Regions from separate parts of the Zea mays genome. Here all the other regions are linked to region 2. The links are chromatin contacts, called in public Hi-C maps. All regions are on one chromosome and are shown on one strand. Each heading gives the region's core, a stretch centred on a gene start, on an enhancer-like site or on the middle of the called end of the contact. The rest is flanking DNA. Distances are from core to core; before and after follow the strand shown. Region 1 holds the start of LOC100276044 (Uncharacterized conserved protein UCP022280). Region 2 holds the start of LOC103634601 (phospholipid-transporting ATPase 1). Region 3 holds the start of LOC103634602 (NAC domain-containing protein 92).

Region 1 (4,620 bases), core at 1,497-3,996, 290 kb before region 2:
ACATTAAGCCATCCCAGATGCAGCCCATGTCATAAGCTTCCCAGCAATTCCATTCTGTTTCTAGTCGTCTGACTAATTGGACGACAAGAAAACTAATCGGCCTAATTGAGTCATGGCCCCTTGTCCAGTCCAGGATAACTAGGATGATTAATCACAATAATCCAGACAACTTGATAACACTGCTTGGAACATAAGACTAATTTAGTGCTGAGGCATTTATACCCAATTGAACACTAGCTTTTCAATAAGGTCTATTTGCGAAGAGTGGCAAGAAAATTGAACTAGTCACCTATTTGAGAACAAACCAAAGTGTAAATCTCAAAACAGCATTAAAAGAAAATGCAGAATTTGATAATCTATATTCCATGTTCTCAATTGAGTGCAAATCAAACAAAAAAGCAACTAAAGGTGACATTCACTGTGAACTCATAGCAACTACTATCACATCACATGACACATCCTGTTTAATTGTTTCAGACATCACACCAATCACGTCTAGAAGAAATGAAATAAGGTGGAGATACGAACCTTAACAGTGTTCGAGAAAAAAACTCAACAGGAAAAGGTCCTGTAAAAACACACTTCACAAGAAGTAGAAGGCCAGGTTATATATTGGCTAAAACTATGTACTGGTGCCACTGAGTGCACTTGAGCCTGGACAATGGCTGGTGTGGAGTCTTACGACCTGCCTGAAGTGCTCGTGTTCATGGCATAAATGCGTACTTGCATGTTGTATCAGAGCTGTTTGAGTTACTTTACTACGTTACTTTCACTGTAATGGAACTAATAATCAACTTCTTGAGAAGCAAGTTTTTTTCAAGATTGTTTCTTGCTAAGATTTATATCCCACCATTTTTTTCTCTAAAAGCTGCAGAAATGGAAAATAATAGGCATGTGAAAAAGATGTGGGAGTACCTTCCATGAGCGCAAAAACATTGCCATTAGAGCATATCTAGGAGTTTGGTATAGTTACTTGCTAAACTAATAGATCTAGCAAATTAACAGAAGAAATAGCAACCTTAAATTTTGTCCTTCTCCAACAGTATTCTGTAATAACTTCCTAAACAATTTTGCATAGGGAACTCCGAACTGTTTCTAACCAACCAAACCTTTTTTTAATAGTTTCTTTGTCTCTTACTGCTTTCTCATTTGGAATATTTTATTTTTCTTAACTTACTCATGTGTACAATTTACTCCGATCTCCCAAGAATAACTTTGGACAGGGAGCAGATGCAGAGTTCTTCTCAACCACGGAAACTTACGAGTTGGAGAGGATATTTGGCAACCTTTTATTTTTAAGGAGCTCTTTTACCAAATTATTGGAGGACACTTTTTCCCTTTTTTCTAAAGAAATAAAATAGGGAAAACTCCTGGAGATGCTCTTAGTTATTGTTTTATCCAATACAAAGTAAGTCAAAACTAAGTTAAAACTTGGAATTTAAGATTAATAATTACTCGTTTTAGTCATGAAATGATAATGTAAGTTTGGATCCATTTATTATATATTATCTAGGAATATAGAAAGCTTTATATAAGTCTGCTGAATTTTGTGTTAATTGGTCTTAACCATCTCCTGCTAGCTACCACATGTCAGCATAGATGTAGTAGTGTGGACTGTGGAGAACCAGGGTGTCAACTGTCAAACTAGGATGCCAAATGTGGCCAACTTTGTAGTCTGGTTTTAGGATCTGCCAGACCATGTTATTTCATCCAATATTCTAACATTTTAACAGAATCAATCCCCAATGTTTTCATTCACCTTCCTATTGGAAACAAAAAAAAAAACAATTGTACCATTACCCTAATGATATGTTTAAGAAAATATAATTCAGGAACTATAGGTTCTCCTGATCATTTCCCACAGGCACAACAAACAAATGACAGTAAGGTTAAAAAAACAGAAGTGTACCTCTGAACAGAATGAATCCTGCAACAGTGGCACATCCAATTGCCTCCGCCTGATGCTCTCTCACAAGAACCAGAGCATCCGCAATAGTTCCTTGAATGAAAATAAGAGCAGATAGAGGTTTCAGGACCATACTAGGAGACAAATGCATCCTGGGATACATATAAAAAAACTCACCTTTAATGTTCTCCACAACTGCATCCTCATAAGCTTTGTATTGTGACCACAGCCCTGGTGTGAAACTCTACAAGGCAACAGGAAGAATGTGACAACAAAAGAACAAAAAATAATGGATCTTAGGGCCTTAGGGGAACTGCAAGTTTCTTCTCCGCTAATCCAACAACATCTAAAACGAATATTTGTGGGACCTTTCTCACAATACAGATAAATGAGACATCAATGGATAGGTTCTATAATTTTCTCACTGCAAATGAAACAGGATGATTCAAACAGGATTAACTTAGTTAAAGAAAAGTCTAGAACACAGAAAAACGTAACTGTAGTTCCAACACGTATGAACCAAGCCCGCAAGTAATGCGAAATACAGATCATTTCAACCGAAATTAAGGATACCAAATACTGCATCTGAGATGAAGAAGGATGGGCACGAACACGAATCCAATAGTATTTTTTTTTCCTATGAGGTGCTAATAAGGAGGGAACGAGACCTGGAGCTTTCGGGGAGGCCACGAGGAGGGGGAGGCAGATTCCTCGCCTTGCGCCGGCGTGTGGCCGGGATCCGGGGACGCCATCGCCTCCGCTGCTGCTCGTTCTCCGGCTACCGAGATGGGCTTGAAGGCGTTTGCTCGCGGACCTCTGTTTCCTTCTTGCCAGTCCTGCCTTCTTTTTCCCTGAGATGAGAGGATTCTTGGGCGTAGCCCATATTGAGATGGGTCAAAGAGATGGCCCTATCGGTAGGCCTGGTAGTGGTAGCCCACGGACTAACCTATGCCTTTATTTGGTCCTTGTTGTGATGCACAATGGACTGGATACCAAGTTACCAACCAGTTGGGCCGTTCCACAAGAAACACAACCACCTGCCCCATGTGCCTGGACGAGGTCGCCGGTGGCGGCGCGGAGCGCGAGATGCCGTGCAAGCACCGGTTCCACGACCAGTGCATCCTGCCGTGGCTGGAGATGCACAGCTCCTGCCCCGTGTGCAGGCACCAGGTGCCCACGGAGGAGCCGGCGGCGGGGCAATTGACGGTGGCAGAGGCTCAGGTGCTGAGTCCAGTGGCAACGCGCGCGGCGACGACGGGGTAAGCGGCGGCTGGAAGAGGCGTTGGTTCTCATGGCCATTGGGCGGGCTGTTCTCGCAAAGATACGGGAACTCCTCGTCCTGATACAGGCGTTGGACAGGAAGCCAAGGAGCATCCCGATAAAAGCAATCTTCCTTATCTGGGCGCTCGTTCAGTCAACCATACGTGCAAACCAAGTTTTCCTTCAAACTTCATGCAAATCAACTAATAAAAATTATAAAAAAAATCTCAAAAAATTATAGATATATCTCATTGTCTAATCTATATCTGTTTAAAATTTTAAGTTTAAATTCATCATATGTTAGGAGATATAAAAAGAGAAAATTCTGAGATAAAAAATGAAAATTATTTCAGAATTTTCTCTTTTTTATCTTTTAATATATAATAAATTTGAACTTTAAATTTTATATAGTGGTAGAGTGATCAATGAAGTATATCTATATTTTTAAATTTTTTTGTGTCTTTTGTTAATTGGTTTGCACGGAGTTTACACGGAAGCTTGGTTTACACCTGATACATTGGCATTAAAAATCGAAAATTCAATTTATGAACTATTGTGCGTGGAAAAAACTGAATCACCAAATAACATGAAAAAATACGATATCAATGGGTCACGAAACACATTATATCATAGACATAAAGTGTAAATGTATTATTTAAGTTGCCAAACATATAAAAATGCTCATCAAAGGCATCGTGTAGTTCCATACAGCAAAAGGCCTTCTCATAAGCTAAATTTTTACCTCCAAGCTCACTCATGCAAATGAGCCAACAAAATAAAACTAGCAAGAGTCCATTCGTAACCTCACAAAATTTGCCTTATGAAGGGCCCGTCCCCATCCACGTCATCAACACTAATTGATCGCCAAGATCTTGATGACAAATGATGCACCAATACGATGCAAGGCGACGATTAAATTCCTTGACTTGCAGACCTTGAGCTTCTTCGCATGATCTATGGCAAAGCTAATTGCTTCCTAAGTCGACTCAGTATCAGATGCTTTCGCTGTAGCAGCGAGAAGTATCAAGATCAGGCCGCTCACAATCATGTTGTGCCTGGATGGACACTCATTGTTGCAAGTCCAGTTAAAATTATCATCAGTCTTCAATTTTGGGACCATAGTGGTTATCACTAGAATTGTTGGCCTGTACTTTGCCACAAGCCTTGTTGTTGTGCCGCCCCTTGTGAGGACCAAGATGAGTGATGCATTAGAGATGTTGGCGGTTTGAACCAGTGACGACGCCAAGCTCTCCAGTGGACTCATAAAGATTGGGGCAATGTTACTCATTAACTTGAAAACTGCTCCATAATTTGTATGTGAATCCTTGACATTATTTGCACTACTAGCTCTGGATATGCCCCAGCTGCAGCTAAGCATCACACAATCAGAGCCATCCAGGACAACATTGCGCGATGTCGGTTGCTTTTGCTCTTGTAGGCTAGGGACATTTAAT
Region 2 (4,110 bases), core at 496-2,995:
TTCGTGCTTAAGCTTGCAGTTGCAAGGCACTGTCTATAGCCGCTATTGCGCAGACTTTTAATTCGTGAATGTATAGTGCGTGGAAAATAGGATACACGTTTTAGATGCAAACATCTTAATCAGCGGAGCGAAGTGGTAGCCTATGTTTCCTTTTTCATCGGTTGGTTCTGGTACGTTTTAATCGTCGTATTTCAAACAGCTCTAGTACGTTTTAATTAATCCTTAAACCGTTTGGGAGGAAAAAAAAGGAGGTGGAAAAAACAAGGAGTATATATATAGGGGAGATTTTGCATGACTTGCACGGCAGTTACATGTACTACGAAGATAGGGTCTCTGGCTTGCTGACTTATTCCCGTGCCACACGTACTCCTTTTCCAGCATTTTTTTGAATTCGAGATCACGGCAAGCGAGGCTCGCGATCACACGCTAAAACAAATAGACGTGTATAATGTCGTGGCCCTATTATTCTATCAGTAGAGAATCTTGTCAGGGAGCTGCTCGCCTCGCCTCGCCTGCTCCTAATCCATATGGTAAACCACGCACAAATCTTCTGTTGTTACGCTGAGCTCAGCAATAAACATCTATTCATTCGTACGTAGCCTAGCCTTAAGCAGCCGGGTGGAAGTCAACTTGCGGTTGCGGACAAGGCGGCTTGGGCAGGGAGCGGTTGACGACGTCAAGCCGCCTCCCACCCTCTATCTAACGCCCATATTAATCAGCGCCATGTAAACTTGCATTGGTGACAGGTCACCCCGTCCCTCGCCCGTCCGCTTCTAGAACCGGATCATCACGCTCACGCATGACGACCGTGCTTGCGTTGCACTCCTGGACGTACGTAGTACGCCCTGTCCAAGCCCCCATGACCGATGCGATGCGATGCGACGGACCATGCATCATGTTCGCTTCAGAAACGTGCCGAGCCTGCATGGTCCTATTGGTTTCTAGGGGAAATAAAAAACAATTCTAGCTGAGCTGATGGATGGCGCAGTATATCAATTTTTCATTCACAGTAGGTGTAGTACTACTTGCCATAAAATGACCGTGTGCACTGTGCGGACTTGAATTCTTCTCTCGAAGATGTGTGTCCTTTTTGGATGGATGGATGGACGACCGATGGCCACTACGAACTGAACTGACCACGCCATATCCTACAGTCGATATACTTTTGGATATATATTAAAAAAAAGGAATTGCATCTCTGCAGAAGACAACTTTTATGATTGGATTTCTAATTTATCTGCCCGTGACTTGCTTGTTATATGCATGCATATGGATGATCGATAGCTAGTAGGACAGGACAAATGATGTGCCAATTTTCTTCCTATGGAGAGAGCCTGGTTGGTCAGTTCTGCAGTTCTCTTTTTTTTTCCAGGGAAAAGACAGATATTAGAGTACTCGTTATTAATGAACAGGCTTGTACGATAGCAACAGGATTGGCATGTGAAAAAGGCAGATATTAGAGTACTCTCTGGATTTCTTGTGAATGAAGTTTATGAATGTTTGACGAGAAGAAAGTTCGTGTGTGGAGCATATATCTCTCCAATCCGCGTTGAGTTGTCCATAATTGACCGGCTAAAAAACAGTAGTGGGAAAGGACAGCCCTATGATGAAGATGTGATCAAGGAAAGGATCTCTTGGAATCATGCGCGCGGTGGCTGCAACACTAATTAAAACCAGGTCAAACCGGCTGAAAGAAAACTCGAAGCCTGGACTACTCAACGAATTACAGGGCGCTGAAAAAAAAAGTTAGGCGTACACGTGCTATCAGAAGACAGACCTGCTACAGGGTTACACAGAACCATGGGCCTCGCACCGGTCAACTCCCTCCTGTGAATCCACTGCAGTTGACACGCCACCGGTGAAAGTGAAACACTGGCCAACGTTGGCTGAATCATGGCAAGCACGGTAAACCTTACCTGCCAAGCCCTGCCGGAGCGTCCTACACGGCACGCCAAACTCGCCAGGGATCCATCAAGCGGAGGGCACAGTTAGCGCACGATGCTACGGAGTATTACTTAGGACAAACAAGTCTTGATCCAGCACGGCGGCGCCGCCCACGCACGCCTCAGGAGGGTCCCGTACGCGCGCGACATCTCGCGCCCGGCGGCCGGGTGATGCAGGCAGGTGCCAAGCTCGGCGCGGCTTGGTTGGCCTAGCAGGCAGCACAAGTCACAAGTCAGTCTAGACACCTTGCCAGCACGGAAACTTTTGAAAACCTGGTCGCGAGCCGTGACTAGTGGGCGCCGTCCGTGCGGTCTGCCCTGTTCGGTCGCGTCCGGAAGCATCCGGCCCCCGATTTTTAAATCCTGGCCGTGCTGGTGGCGTTGGAAGTGCCCGTGGGCCCGTCGCTGGGCCGGGTTTGAGTTTGACTTGATCAGAACTCGGGAGCTCCTCTCCTATTTTCAGAGGGCGCGAGCGCCATAATACGGATGATATGATGATGGGTTTGCGTGCGTGGAAGCAATTGGCCAAAGGTCTAACCCGCACGGCGCACATGTGAACGGCACACGCATCCGGTGTGACTCACTGGTTCGGCGCACCTGGGCCCCGCATGTAAGCCAGTGGAAGCTTCGCGAGCCAGTCTTCGCTTAATTACTCGCACATGTCCACCATTACTTGATGATGCACTTCTAGAGTACGGTCGATTTCGTTCGTGATCATTTCATAGTTCCGTTTCCTCTTTTCTTTCTCTCTCTCTATATATCAGAACTGATTGCAAAGGGGGGGGTCAACGTGTCCAATCCAGCGCACCCTTCTCGCTCACCTGAACGTGCCGAGGCGGCGAGGCGTGGAATCCTAACAACTACGTGTGTTGTGTGGTACATGCAAACCAAAACTGTGCATGCCGCGGCGTCAAATAAAGCTAGCTTCTGAATTGGATTGTAGGAGCAAGTGTCGCGCTGGGACCGGACGCTGAAGAATATATACTTAGGGTCTGTTTGGTTGGACTGTGGCTGTGGAAAAAGTTGCTGTGAGCTGTGAGCTGTGGAAAAAGCTGTTGTAGACTGTGAGCTGTTAAAAAGCTAAAAATCGTTTGGTGGAAACCACTAAAAGTCGTTAAAAGTTCTTCGATATATGTTTTCACAGTTCCATCCAAAAGCCACTAAAAGCAGGTCCAGGGATGCTTTCAGTTTTGCACTACGAGAAAGTCGGCTTTTAGAAAAAGCTGCTTCCTGGATCCAGCCCTTTGGTTGGCTTTTGGCTTTTAGGGGGCAAAAGCCAAAGCCAAAAGCCAAACCAAACACACCCTTATATAATCCTCGTCGCTTTCAGACTTGGCTGGCGTGAGAGGCTATAAAAATGGTCGCTAGTTTGAATCTTCTATTCTCTCTGTAGACGCATCATGCCTGATGGAAGCCGACGGATTTGGCTGTGCTCGTAACTAACTAAGCCGCCGCCTGCTGATCGTTCCCTAGGGGCCGAGAAAAAAAAACATCCTAGGGGCCAACCAAACCCTAGCTTCGTGATGGCGGCTATGAGCCACCGAAAAAACAATTTGCTACTACCAAGTACCAACTAGCATCTGCTTCACGGACGGTGAATGGAGGTGCTTACCTGAATCATCCCTATTCTCCAATGATTATGGACATTCACCTACTTGATTTTGGGTGTGGAGAAGCGCGGGTGTGCCCATGCCACGTCCTCCACGACAGGTATAAACAGTCCAAGCACGGTTCGCTTTAGAGATGGCAATGGGTACCTGAAACTCGATGTGCTTTTATCCTATTAGGGTACGGGTTTGGACCAATTTTCATACCCACGAGTTTGTTAATAGGCATAAATCTATACCCGACGGGTTTATGGGTATGGGTTTATTTCTATAGTACCCAAACCCGTGAACTCGTGGTTTTTTAAACCCGACCAAACCTAGTGCATATTGCCATTTCATTTTATAAACGAACAACAAACTTGTTATTCTTCATTTACTTCCTAATTTTAATCAATGGTGAATGTATAAGTAGTCGGTGAGAGTGTTGCTTGCTTGCTATTATAGTTTTTACTAGCGTTGTATATGTGGTGGATGGATAACTTAGTGCAATGTCACTTAATTATATAACTTATTATTTGTATTTCTTTCTCTTTACTAATAATTTTTATACCAAATCATGA
Region 3 (4,176 bases), core at 194-2,693, 270 kb after region 2:
ACGGGCTGATCACCGACGCCGTCTGCGCCGAGACCACCTGCTGCTCCGCCTTGCAGTACCTCCGGATCGCCGGGGGGAGGTGGCCGGAGTTCATCGCCGGAAGAGAGAAGTACTGGCTCGGGTAGAACATCGGGGGCGGCGGCTGGTACTGGCACTGCTGCATCTGCAGCAGCGCGTGCTCCTCCATCTTGACCGGGAGGTAGCTCGCGTCCGGAACGGACGCGGGGGCGGGGCCCTTGAAGTCGATCACCTCGTCCACGTCGGCTCCGACGAGGGCCGGCAGCTCCGCGGAGTCGAGGAGCTCGTTGAGGAAGCCCAGCGAGCCCACGCGCTCGAGCTCCGCCGCGCCGGCCGCCGCCAATAATGGCTCGCTCCTCGCCGCCTGCAGCTCCTTGTTGAACACCTTGCACACGGCCCACTCGTCCTGCACCGCACGCAACAAAAAGGACAAGGCGGCAAGAAAAAGAAGAGAGGGGACTTGTTAGCCCACGCCCACCGGCCGGAAATTAAGGGCAGGAGACTTGCTTGCAACGCCGAACGACGGAACGAGTAAGTACACGAGGGCCGGACCTTGGCGGAGCGCGGGAGCGGCTGGGGAAGCCTGCCCTCGAGGCGGAACTCGTGCATGACCCATCCGGTCTTCTCCCCGCGCGGCGCGCGGCCGCGGTAGAAGACGAGCGTCTTCTTCATGCCCACGAGGACGCCGCGGCCCCTGAAGATCTCCTTGTCCTTGCCGGTGGCCTTCCAGTAGCCGGTCTCCGTGGCGCGGTTGGTCCGCGTGCCCGTCGGGTACTTGCGATCCTTGTGGCAGAAGAAGTACCACTCCTTCTCCCCCATCTTGGCCCTGCCTGGAGAAATCAAAACGCAAGCTTCCCAGTTAAATTTAGGCCGCCATGATTCCCAGCCGAGAGAAAGAGAAGTACTACTAGTACAAGCACAAAGTCAAAAAAAAAAGAGGTGCAGGTCTATTTGGCTCTTTGAGGTGAGGACGTATCAAGCAGTAGCGCGCAGTGCTAACCTGGCAGGTCCCATGGCTCGATCCTGTTGAGGTCGACCTCGCCGATGACGCCGGAGACGAAGCGGTGGTCGAGGGCCTTGTGGGTGAGGTAGTGCGAGATGATCTCCTCGTCGGTGGGGTGGAAGCGGAAGCCCGGCGGCAGGTCCATCAGCTGCCCGGCGCCCGCGTCCTCCACCTCCGCCTGGTTTATCACCGACACCTCAGACATCTCCGCCGTGCCGAAAACCAGCAGCCTCCTTCCACTCCAAGCCTCTCCACGATCGGAAGAGGAAATGGCTGCCTCAGGACAGATAAGGAGAGAGAGAGAGAGAGAGAGAGAGAGAGAGAGAGAGAGAGAGAGAGAGAGAGAGAGAGAGAGAGAGAGAGAGAGAGAGGCGTGCGTGAAAGAGAGAGGTGAGCTGAGAAAGAAGGCAAGGGGGCTTGGACTGGAGGAGCGGAGGGAGGGGCTGGGGCGGCATTATATAGAACAGGGTCGTATCTAGAGATGGCCAAACGGGCCGCCCGGCCCGGCCCGGCCCGGGCCCGGTGAAGCCCGGCCAAAAACCGGGCCGGGCCTGCTGTGCCAGCGGGCTTAATTTTCTGTCCAAGCCCGGCCCGCAGCGGGCCTAAACGGGCCGGGCCGGCCCGTTTAGCACGAAAAAAACGGGCCAAAAAGCGGGCTAAACGGGCCGGTAAGCACGTTTTAGTGTAAAAAAACCGTGCTTAACGGGCTTAGAGGTAAACGGGCCGTGCCGGGCTAGCCCGCCGTGCCTAGTTTCCTGTCCAAGCCCGCCCGCTTATTCTACCGTGCCGGGTTCGGACCGGGCCCAAAAAGCGGGCTTCGTGCCGGGCTCACGGGCCTCGTGCTTTTTGGCCATCTATAGTCGTATCGACGCTGTGACGGGCCGGGAGCGGAGAGCCGTGCGGAGGGCGGCTTGTAGACGACGGACCCCGTCCGGCGGGGACCGGGGGGCCCTTCCCCTCACTTCTTACCGCCGGTAGCTGCTGTGTGCCTGTGACTGCCCCACCTAAGGGCTTGTTCGGTTAGCTCTCAATCCATGTGGATTGAGTGAGATTGGATGGGTTTGAATCCCAAACAAGTCAAACCTCTTCTTAATTTTTTCAATCCCATCCAATCCATGTGTATTGGGAATAACCGAACAAGCCCTAAGCTAACTCCAAATTACCTGTCCTAATCGTAATGGCCCGCTCCCCTCCACTGGCCTGCGGAATATTCACTCGCTCGCCGGTTCACAGCTAACGCGGCAACGATGTGGCCGAGAATTGAAAAACCCAGAGCTCTCCCTTTAAAATACCATCACAGTAGGAGCTTCGCTTACTTCTCTGACCTTTGAAAACGAGTGCGGAGCTGGGCGACAGGGAGGCCTATCTGTCTGTCCCCACATGCCAGCGTGAAGAGTTCAACCCGGCGCTACGACACGGACAGGGGAGCAGATATCCTCTCATCCCAGCCAGTTCCTTTCCAGAAAACGGTGAGAAATCCAGATTACCGTGGCAGGCGCTACTCGTGCCGTCGTGCGCTACTCGTCTCGTCCCTAACCGCCGTCCGTGGACCGTGGCTAATGGTGCTCGCTCGATCGCTTCCGTCCCTCGCGCTCTTTTGGGAACATCTGTGTTCGTCGTTGTCTACTGGATGCGCGTAACGCCCCACACGACGGACAGGCAACGGCGAGAACTTTGCGCAAGGATATATGCCGATGGCTCTACACCGGCGGTGTATGGGCGCAGCCGGACCAAAAGCGCACAAAATTCGACAGGGCAGGCGAGCCATTTTCCCTTTCAGAAGGGTGCACGCTCGGCGTCCGCAGTGCCATCAGGGCTCGGTCCCATGCCATTCTCCCAAGCCTTTTTTTTCAGCGTTTCCGTCATCAAGTTCCACGCTTTTTAAGCGGAGCCGCGGAGGACAAAGCATGTCAAGCTATGACGTTCGTCTAATCTGGCTGGAAATATCCACCGGGTTTTTGCTCCCCTTCCCCTCGTGTGATTTTATCTTCCAGACTTCCAGCCGTAAATCTAGTACTACTTATTAAGGGTCTGTTTGGTTGGGCTGTGGCTGTGAAAAAAGCTGCTGTGGGCTGTGAGCTGTGGAAAAAGCTGTTGTGGGCTGTGAGCTGTTAAAAAGCTAAAAAAACCACTAAAAGCCGTTAAAAGTTCTTCGATATTTGTTTTTACAGTTTCATCCGAAAGCCACTAAAAGCAGGTCCAGGGGTGCTTTCAATTTTACACTGCGAGAAAGTCAGCTTTTAGAAAAAGCTGCTTTCTAGATCCAGACCTTTGGTTTGGCTTTTGGCTTTTAGGGGGCAAAAGCCAAAGCTAAAAGCCAAACCAAACACACCCTAAGAGTGTAATAGTAGTCTGCCTCCTGCCGTTCTGCCGTTCTGCCATCCTGCAACCTCAACCGTCCATTCTATTGTTCTACAATTTCAACCGTTCGATCACCAGCCGCTCGATCCCCCACCGCCGCCAGTCGTCCGATCCCATCGCCCGATCCCCGCCCCGGAGGTTGGAGATGCGAGGGATGGCCCCTGCCCCCACCCCCGTTACCCTCGTCCGATCCTCTTCCTTCCCCGCAGTCTCCGATCCGCCCGGCTTCACCAAATCCACCCTCCCCACGCAACAGCCACCGACCGTGTTCGCCGCCCCACCTCCCCACCTGGCGTCCGTGTTGCTCGCCGCCCTGGAAGGGACACGTCCACAAGAGGCAAGGCTGTGCCCCCGCCCGCCCCCGCGCAACTGTCGCGGCGCTCGACGTGTGGACGTCCGAGCCGGCGCCCGTGCAGGAGCGGCGCCGGAAGCTGCTCCAGATGCTGGGGCTCACCGGGGACCCCGCCCTGGCGCGCCTCGAGATGGGCCGATCGGTCTCCTACGACGACGGGCCTGTGCCCGTCCGCCCGGCGCCGGCCTCGCCGCCCATCTCCCGATCTAGATCAGACGGCGGCGCCGTGCCGGCCTCGGCGACCAAGCCGCCGCTGGGAGGGCGGTCGCCGGGCTCCTCCGAGGCCACGCCCGAAGGGGAGGAGGAGGAGGAGGCCGACCCGAGGTGTCTGATCCGGAACCTCGACGACGGCAGCGAGTTCGTGGTCAAGGAGGGGTCCGAGCTCCGCGAGGTCGGCACGGGCCGGCAGCTCACCATGGAGGAGTTCGTTGACCTCTGCGTC

Evidence for each region. A called contact is a pair of places that touch in the nucleus more often than the background predicts.
Region 1: a Hi-C map of tassel shows a contact between it and region 2, with 2.2 times the contacts expected there. The contact joins the promoter of LOC100276044 here to the promoter of LOC103634601 in region 2. A contact is called at or near these places in 2 of 25 Hi-C or Micro-C datasets (ear and tassel).
Region 3: a contact with region 2 is called in a Hi-C map of bundle sheath, with 2.8 times the contacts expected there. The contact joins the promoter of LOC103634602 here to the promoter of LOC103634601 in region 2. A contact is called at or near these places in 4 of 25 Hi-C or Micro-C datasets (bundle sheath, endosperm and leaf).

What each region holds. Positions count from the first base shown.
Region 1 is chr1:52,917,873-52,922,492 of Zm-B73-REFERENCE-NAM-5.0, forward strand. It overlaps LOC100276044 (Uncharacterized conserved protein UCP022280), which reads right to left and starts at 2,747. Exons shown (of 8, transcript NM_001363290.1): 1 at 2,575-2,747; 2 at 2,084-2,150; 3 at 1,910-1,999. The coding sequence starts at 2,658.
Region 2 is chr1:53,213,458-53,217,567 of Zm-B73-REFERENCE-NAM-5.0, forward strand. LOC103634601 (phospholipid-transporting ATPase 1) reads right to left here and starts at 1,746. Exons shown (of 7, transcript XM_008657008.4): 1 at 1-1,746. It overlaps LOC100501310, which reads right to left. Exons shown (of 3, transcript NM_001196062.1): 3 at 1,617-2,152. The coding sequence ends at 2,002.
Region 3 is chr1:53,480,312-53,484,487 of Zm-B73-REFERENCE-NAM-5.0, forward strand. It overlaps LOC103634602 (NAC domain-containing protein 92), which reads right to left and starts at 1,444. Exons shown (of 3, transcript XM_008657013.3): 1 at 1,019-1,444; 2 at 571-848; 3 at 1-424. The coding sequence starts at 1,226. It also overlaps the pseudogene LOC109943619.